Linked DNA regions of Sus scrofa: region 2 is linked to region 1. Evidence: chromatin contacts called from public HiChIP or PLAC-seq data. All regions are on one chromosome and are shown on one strand. Each heading gives the region's core, a stretch centred on a gene start, on an enhancer-like site or on the middle of the called end of the contact. The rest is flanking DNA. Distances are from core to core; before and after follow the strand shown. Region 1 overlaps CLEC1A (C-type lectin domain family 1 member A). Region 2 has its middle 53 kb from the start of CLEC2D.

Region 1 (3,958 bases), core at 429-2,928:
TATAAATAAATTCAAGTATCCGCTGATGATTATATTGAGTAGTGACAATGCACCATGCATTATTATCCCATTCAGTCGCTGAAATAGTCATATTATTATTTCTGTATTTTTATAGCTTTGCAATTGGGCTCAGTGAGAACAAGTGACTTTCTTAATATCACTTGGGTAGAAAATTTCAACACTTAGCTTTAAACTCCAGGTTTCTAAATTTAAGTAGAAAAATCCTTCATGAATCATGGGAATTACTTTATACCACTAAAAAGAATGGTGTTTGCAAAACAATACTTACATCAAAATGAAGTAAAAATTGGGGGATCAGGATAGAAACACTAAGAAATACATATTTTTTAATTTCAAAATTTAAGGTTACAAACAAGTTCTAAAATTTTCTATTAAAAAAAACTTTTACTTTAAAACTTGCTTTTCTATGTGATCTTTTACCTTGAACCATGTTTTCACCTGTTCAGGAAATATTGCTGTAGGGTCTCCATCTGATGAAACAAATTCACCCACTTCCTTTTTTTACTTTGTCCTTAACTAGCTTGAAATTTAAAGACTTTCATATGTGAATTCTTCCTTATTTGATTTTCACAAGTCTTTGCAAAATGATTCTATAACTTCCTGCACTTTTTGAAAAATGTAATCATGATTAAAGTCCTGGTCTCTTCTCTTTACATGGAGGGGGCGGGATATAAAAAAATATTTCTCTCTGCTTAGCCCACTGAGCTCCGAATGCTAAAAGCAAAAACCGCTGCCGCTGCACTCTTTTGTGAATGGAAGAGGGCTGAGGTATACATTCATTAAAAATTGCTGACGTTAAATATTGTCCTATCAACCAACCGGCAAAAACCTTTCAAATAGAATGTAAAAGTCTAGCTGGTAAGTGATTGGTGTATTTTTGTGCTTCTTCCATTATATTCATCATTTACTGAATTGCATTAGAATAAGGCGTATTGACTTCTTCAGAGGCTCCAGAATTAAAGTAAAAAAAAAAAAGAAAGAAAATTCATAACAAATATTTCTCATCCTAGACAAATCTTGCAACCAGTGAAACTGTGTACAAACCCCTGAGTTCTTCTGTTTTGAAGTAAAAGGCTTTTCCTTTAGCCTCCCGGGCCACCCCTCAGTCTCAGCTGTCTCCATTAGGTCCTGCCTTGGCCCGCTAACTGGTTACTAATGGTTACTTTCTTGTTAGAGTTACATCGAACCTGGTGTTTTCGTTTCCTCTGAGACACTCCCTAATACCCTCTTCCTGTTCTGAGCAATCTTCCCTGCAGAGAGAAGGTCAAGGTGCGATAACCCCAAAGACCACCAGAAACTGGCACCAGATCCCCTGACGCCAGCCTTGATGACAATGAAATGATCTATGGAGGGAGAAAACTGCAGGCACCCTAATCCTTATCAAAGCCCTGTTTATTTCAAGCTAACCCTATAAAACCCCCTGCTCTCCAGGCAGGACACAGTTTTGAGGGTGTAAGCCTGCTGTGGCTTCCTTTGCCTGGCAAAGCCATAAAGCTGTTCTTTCTGCATCACCCCAAACTCTGTCTCCGAGACTTAACTGATGCCAGTGTACAGAGGCTTCGTTTCGGTTACACCAGGAGCCGCTCCCAAGTCAAGGCGCAGACTTACACACAAGCCCCAGAGCTGCCAGGCCAATCAGCAGCACCAAACACAGAGTCAGCAGGGTCAGGGCCACGGGACGCCAAGCAGAAGAGGGAGGCCGGTGCTCTGCAGGCACAAGACAAAAGACAGGGTTTCACTTTGTCTTCCTCTTGGATCCATGTCAGCAGCATGTGAGTGAGAGGAGCTGGTTCTGGGAAGACACAGAATTTGCCGGACAACAGTATTCATGAACTGGATAACACTCCCTCTGTCCTGGAAACGTGGCCACAGGGCTCCATGCCAAGCCTCACTTATCACAGCTAGATTCTTTCACAAGCCCTACCCTCCCCTCCCCTCCCCATCCACCCAGTCCTACGTTGCACTGATTCAAGTTTTGTACACTATCTCTATAAGGCTGTGTGTATAACCTTCTTTTTGTCAAAATTAGAGTTGTGAAAGACTCTCAAAAAAATGGCTTAACAAAGAACAATTTTTCACATGATCAGAGAACAAGTGGAATTAATTCGTTGTTACTGCAAAACACCCCCTCCCGAGTTCCCCAAATGATTCTTCTAATATACCCTATCTATAATAGCTATAATAATATCTGTATCTATAATCAATCTCTATCTACAATATCTATATCTATCATTTCTCTATCTATAATTATATCTAATAAACTGGTATGCAAACTACATATCAGTAATGGCAAATGATTGTTTTACTGTTTCTTTGGGGAATTTCTTTATAGGAAGATTCACTTTTATAGGGATTTTGTCTGCTCATTCTTTTGATCTCTAGCTCCAAAAATAGATTATAAATACAGACTAAAAAATAAATATGGTTATCTATTTCCCAAGGATGGATCTAAATGATCTTCTAAGTGATCCAAGTGATCACCTGCTGCCAGCATCCTTCCCTTGCCCTTGCCTTTGTGCAGATTGCAAAGGCTCCTCTGAGTCCAGAGTAAACCCATTACCTAGTGAGGTCAGCTATGGATCTGAATGACCACAAATACCTGACAAGGAAGACCCCCAGTCAGGTAGTATCTGGGATTTGTGGTTAAAATAAAACAGAGGGATGGAAAACCCTGAAACAAATTCTTCACAACCTGTGAATTTCACTTCATCGGGAATTTAAGTCAAGTTCTCAAGCAGAAAAATTAAAGGCACATACATTCATTTCCTTTTTTAGCAAAGTTCTCTGCATGATATATTTCAGGTACAGAGATCTGTGCTAAACATTAGTTCCAAGTGGGGAATTATAACTAGTAGAGATAGTATAGGAATAGAAAATATGACCACTATCCTTTGAGACTTACAAGTTAACAGGGAAAATAAATAAAAATCTGGATGCAGACATTGATATATTTTAGAATGTGGATCTTTTTTCTTTTCCTTTTTTTTTTTTTTTTTTTTTTTTTTAATGGCTGCACCTGCCGCATATGGAAATTCCTGGGCCAGGGGTTGAATCAGAGCTGCAGCTGCAGCCTACCCTACAGCTACAGCAATGCCAGATCTGAGCCACATCTGCAGCCTACACCACAGCTTGCAGCAAGCAATGTCAGAACATTAACCCACTGGTGAGGCCAGGGATGGAACCTGCATCCTCATGGAGGCTATGTCAGGTTGTTAACCCAAGGAGCCACAATGGGAACTTTCTTTATAATCATATCCTTATTTTTAGAATAAGATCTGCATTACTTTTCCTAAAGACCCAGATTTATTTTTAAAGTGGAAATTGTATTATGTTACTTCATGACTTAAAAACTGGCAATAGTTTTAGTGCACTTAGAATAAAATTCTACGAGAATCTTTTCATCTGGACCCTATCTAGTGCTTTCATCTGTTTCTGAATTATTCTTCTCTCACTCAAATGCACTAGTCACTGTTTACCCTAGATCCAAGCAAATCTTAGTACCTTTGCATTAGTTCTGCCTGTATCCTTGTGCTGATCAATCCTCGGATATGTTACTGGTAGCCTACTTCCAGTGACCTAGCTTTCCGTTTTTTTGTTGTTGTTGTTTTTTTTTTTTTTTTTTTTTTTTTTGTCTTTTTAGGCTGCACCCACAGCATATGGAGGTTCCCAGGCTAGGGGTCTAATTGGAGCTGTTGCTGCTGGCCTACACCACAGCCACAGCAACGCAGGAGCCGAGCTGCATCTGCAACCCACACTACAGCTCATGGCAATGCTGGATCATTAACCCACTGAGGGAGGCCAGGGATCAAACCTGCAACCTCATGGTTCCTCATGGATTCGTTTCTGCTGTGCTCCAATGGAAACTCCAAAAATCTATTGACTTTTCAGTAATACTTCTGTCAGCAGAAGGCAGTCTCAACTTAATTCATCTCCTGGC
Region 2 (3,922 bases), core at 867-3,366, 310 kb before region 1:
ATTAGGCCCACCCAGCTAATCCAGGATAATCTCCCCATCTCAAGATTGTTAATTTAGCTACATTTTCAAAGACTCTTTTTAATTTTTTTTTTCATGTAAGGTAACATATCCACAGGTTTGTAGGGTTAGAACACCACATATTTGGGGGGAACCACTGTTCTGTCTACCACATATATGTAAAGTCAAGCAACTACCAGGCTAAAGACGTGTTATTTTATTTGGCTTATTTTGCTCCAAAGACTGTGTTATTTTTCCATCTCTCTCCTCAAATGCATTCCTCTTTCATTAAATACATCTACTATCCATTCTGTTGTCAAAGGCAGAAAGGTCCAAGGGGACTGTGGGCAGCGGTCAAATGGGAATACATGTGTATGAGCTATTGCTGTCAATGAGCTCATTTGAGTAATTTCATATCGTTGATTATATTACTTTTATATGAGTCACTTGAGACAGTTCCTTCTATTGAGTGACGTAGTGACTGTCTCAAGAGACTTTGAAGGGGCTTTTTCTTCTCTTTTCACATCCAGTCAATGAGTCACTCATTTCTGTCTACTAAATATTGGTCCAATGAAAAAGGGTTTTTCTTTTGGAAAAGAAAAATAAATTCCCTTTTCCTCAGTGGAATTAAAATAACTCTCTGTGCTCTCTCTCCCCTCACATGGCAACTCCCTAAACACCATGTAAAACCATACGACTGTATCTTATGTGTGGTATCAGCTATCAGATACAGGTCTTCATAAGTTAACAGGGATATGGGTTAGGATATCTAAATCCACACAGTATAACAAAAAGCCCTTGTGTTCATTAGAAAGTTATTTTCTCATACTTCTCCTTTCATGACTTGTGCTCAAGCCATGGTTTCCTAACTACACGACAGAGTTTCTTTTCTTTGGGCATAAATTAATGCAAGTGTCCTTCAACTGGAACACTTCTCCTTCCATCTCAAACACCTCACTTTTTCTCTTAGCTATCTCCTATTCAGTTCTTCAGTTTGCAGATTTATTAAACATTTCCGTGGGAAAATGTCCCCGGGGTAAGTACCTCATTCCGTGCTCTCATAATCATTCCTTTCGCTGCCTTTTGCACTTTGTCATAATGAATCATATACACCCACTTAACTTTTCGGTTTCCTGAAAGAGACCATAGCTTGTCATTCTCCAGCACTCGCAACTGACTTTGCATGGTGATTCAAAGGTATGAAGCTTCAAAAATATGTACCAAAATGGTACATGAGTGACCATATCATTGTGACTCCACTCAGCTTTCAGTTTTCATAAAGAGGGGAATTCTTAGAGAAAGCAGGATGATATGCCTCAGGATTCACACAATCCATCTAATAAGGACATTTACACAGTTTAAAATAGAAATCTAGGATTTTATGCTCACAGACTAACCCAGAAATGTCACATGAGCCAACACTTGACCTTTATTTTTCTTACCTTAATTTCAAACTAATTTCCACATCAAATCATTTAATTGTGGGCTCTTGTCACAACAGTGAACTTAGAACAAGCTTACTTGGTCCCTCTCTCAAAGAGCTCATCTTAAAATAAAAGTAATAATATCAGCCTCATTATCTAGCTGGACCAATTAAATGAGACCTATTGAAATCTTTTTGCAATATTTCTGGATCACAGTGAGTGATAAACTGTAGCTTTATGTTTTCATGCTATGATCAAGATAGTAAAAGTAATGTTATTCATTCTGTCAGCTGTGTGAGAATTCCAAGAAAACATGCAATTTATCAAAATTTACTTCCTTTTCGGTTTAACCAAAAAAAAAAAAAAAAAAGAAAGAAATCAGGAAATAATGTTAAAAGGATAAACCTGAAAGTTTGTATGTACTTCTGTTTATAATAATACAAATTGAGAGAGACCAAGTTGATACTGAGAAGAGCTGGGTACAAACCAAAAAAAAAAAAAAAAAAACCAAAAAAAACAAAAACAAAAACAAAAAAAACAAGATGTTTCTAAAGGGACTGGAAAGTTTTCAAGGAACTGGAGAAACAGGAGAGAAGTAAGTAAGCATTTGGGGAATCACTCTTCTCATAGTGGTACCTTGGGGATGGGTTAAGTGCTCAGAATCTGGGCAGAGGGCCACACTAGCAGATACTTTCCCAGAAGTGTTAGCACAAGCCTGTGTATGCCCGACACACAGTGAGGCCAAACAAATCAAATCATCAGAGTTTTGAGCAGAGAAAATTTATTGCAGAGCCACGCAAGGAAATGGGTGGCTTATGCCTCCCAAATATCTTGAACTTCCTGAACCAAAATTGCAAAGCATTTTTAAAGGCAAGGGAAGGGAAGGGTATGGTTGGTTGTTGCAAACTTCCTGGTTTAGAAATCCTTTGTTCCTGTCGCTGTCCAAGGAGGTCAGGTCGGGCCGTTCCTGTCAACCTCTGACAGGATACAGGTTATGATTCAGAGAGGAGCTAAAGCACAGGAAATGTGGGAAGGGCCTGCCCCAGGGAAACCCCATAGGGTCCTGCTGAGGTAAATCTTGAGAACAAGTGTTGGACAAGGAAGGGAATACAAGTTTAGGTAAAGAAGTTAATCACAAACCTGACAGAGATACGCATAGGGTCCTGCTCCGTTTTATCAGCAGACACTGCTTTGAGAGTGGCTGGTGGCACCTGAGTCTAACACAGCTACTCCATTTTTACTTCCAAATGCATTTCTCTCCTCAATGGCCAAAGTAGATGTTACCATTGATGATTTTAGTGCTTTTCTAGATAAGAGAAGATGCAAGAATTGGGGCTCATAAAATCTTCTCCTGAAACTATCTAGCTATCTGAAGGCTGGTTCTATCAGTTCTTCTGAGCGCACAGAGTGCCTCATTCCTGATACCCACCCTGAATTCCCTTCAGGGGGTGTTGAAGGTCAGCGACTGCAGTGGCTAGTGACCGAAATCCTTGTAGAGGCAGATGACAAGTGCCAAATTTTAGTTGTCAGGGCCCCTTTAGTGTCATAAACTTGACCATGGTTTGGGGGGCCTTTCATCCCATGGTGCCAGGAGTGCTCATTCCCAAGTCAGGTGACCATTGCTTTGAAAGGCCACTCAGTGTGTTATTACTGGACTAGGCCTTATTTAACAGTGGAGAGGAGTTCCCGTCGTGGCTCAGTGGTTAAGGAATCTGACTAGGAACCATGAGGTTTCAGGTTCAATCCCTGGCCTCGCTCAGTGGGTTAAGGATCTGGTGTTGCTGTGAGCTGTGGTGTAGGTTGCAGACGCGGCTCGGATCCTGTGTTGCTGTGGCTCTGGCGTAGGCCAGTGACTACATCTCCGATTCAGCCCCTAGCCTGGAAACCTCCATGTGCTGCGGGAGCGGCCAAGGAAATGGCAAAAAGCCAAAAAAAAAAAAAGAAAAAAAAAAAAAAAAGAAAAAGTAGCAAAAAAACTCTAGACCACTTATCTTACAAGTCTTTTATGGTTCAGGAAAATAGTCCTTCTTGTTGCTTCTTCCCATATCCAGAGTTACACAATTACAATCATGGATCTCATATGCAACTATGTATTATCAGAGGCTCAGTCACACATTTGTCAATGCAAGAAGCAACAATTTTCTAAAACAGGCAATATGTCATAAGTTGTTGCAAATATCTCCTGGCTTCAGAGAGGATGTTTTTTTTTTTTTTTTTTTTTTTTTGCCATTTCTTGGGCCGCTCCTGCGGCATATGGAGGTTCCCGGGCTAGAGGTCGAATCGGAGCTGTAGCTGCCAGCCTACGCCAGAGCCACAGCAACGCAGGATCCGAGCCGCGTCTGTGACCTACACCACAGCTCACGGCAACGCCGGAACCTTGACCCACTGAGCAAGGGCAGGGATCGAACCCGCAGCCTCATGGTTCCTAGTCGGATTCGTTAACCACTGCGCCACGACGGGAACTCCAGAGAGGATGTTTTAATTTCTTCTTTCCTGCAGCT

Evidence for each region. HiChIP or PLAC-seq counts read pairs in DNA pulled down with a chosen protein or histone mark.
Region 2: a contact with region 1 is called in an H3K27ac HiChIP or PLAC-seq map of alveolar macrophages. The contact joins two enhancer-like sites. A contact is called at or near these places in 2 of 2 datasets of contacts at active chromatin or transcription factors (alveolar macrophages and skeletal muscle).

What each region holds. Positions count from the first base shown.
Region 1 is chr5:61,860,396-61,864,353 of Sscrofa11.1, reverse strand. It overlaps CLEC1A (C-type lectin domain family 1 member A), which reads right to left. Exons shown (of 6, transcript XR_002344110.1): 2 at 1,560-1,728. Among named protein-coding and RNA genes, the nearest start is that of CLEC1A, 13 kb to the right of the region's middle. Within about 2 kb of position 1,678, at least 21 of the 83 cell types and tissues checked have an H3K27ac peak or open chromatin away from gene starts, as enhancers often do. A contact at or near this core is called in alveolar macrophages, where this site is marked.
Region 2 is chr5:62,172,670-62,176,591 of Sscrofa11.1, reverse strand. No RefSeq gene overlaps it. Among named protein-coding and RNA genes, the nearest start is that of CLEC2D, 53 kb to the left of the region's middle. Within about 2 kb of position 2,116, at least 24 of the 83 cell types and tissues checked have an H3K27ac peak or open chromatin away from gene starts, as enhancers often do. A contact at or near this core is called in alveolar macrophages, where this site is marked.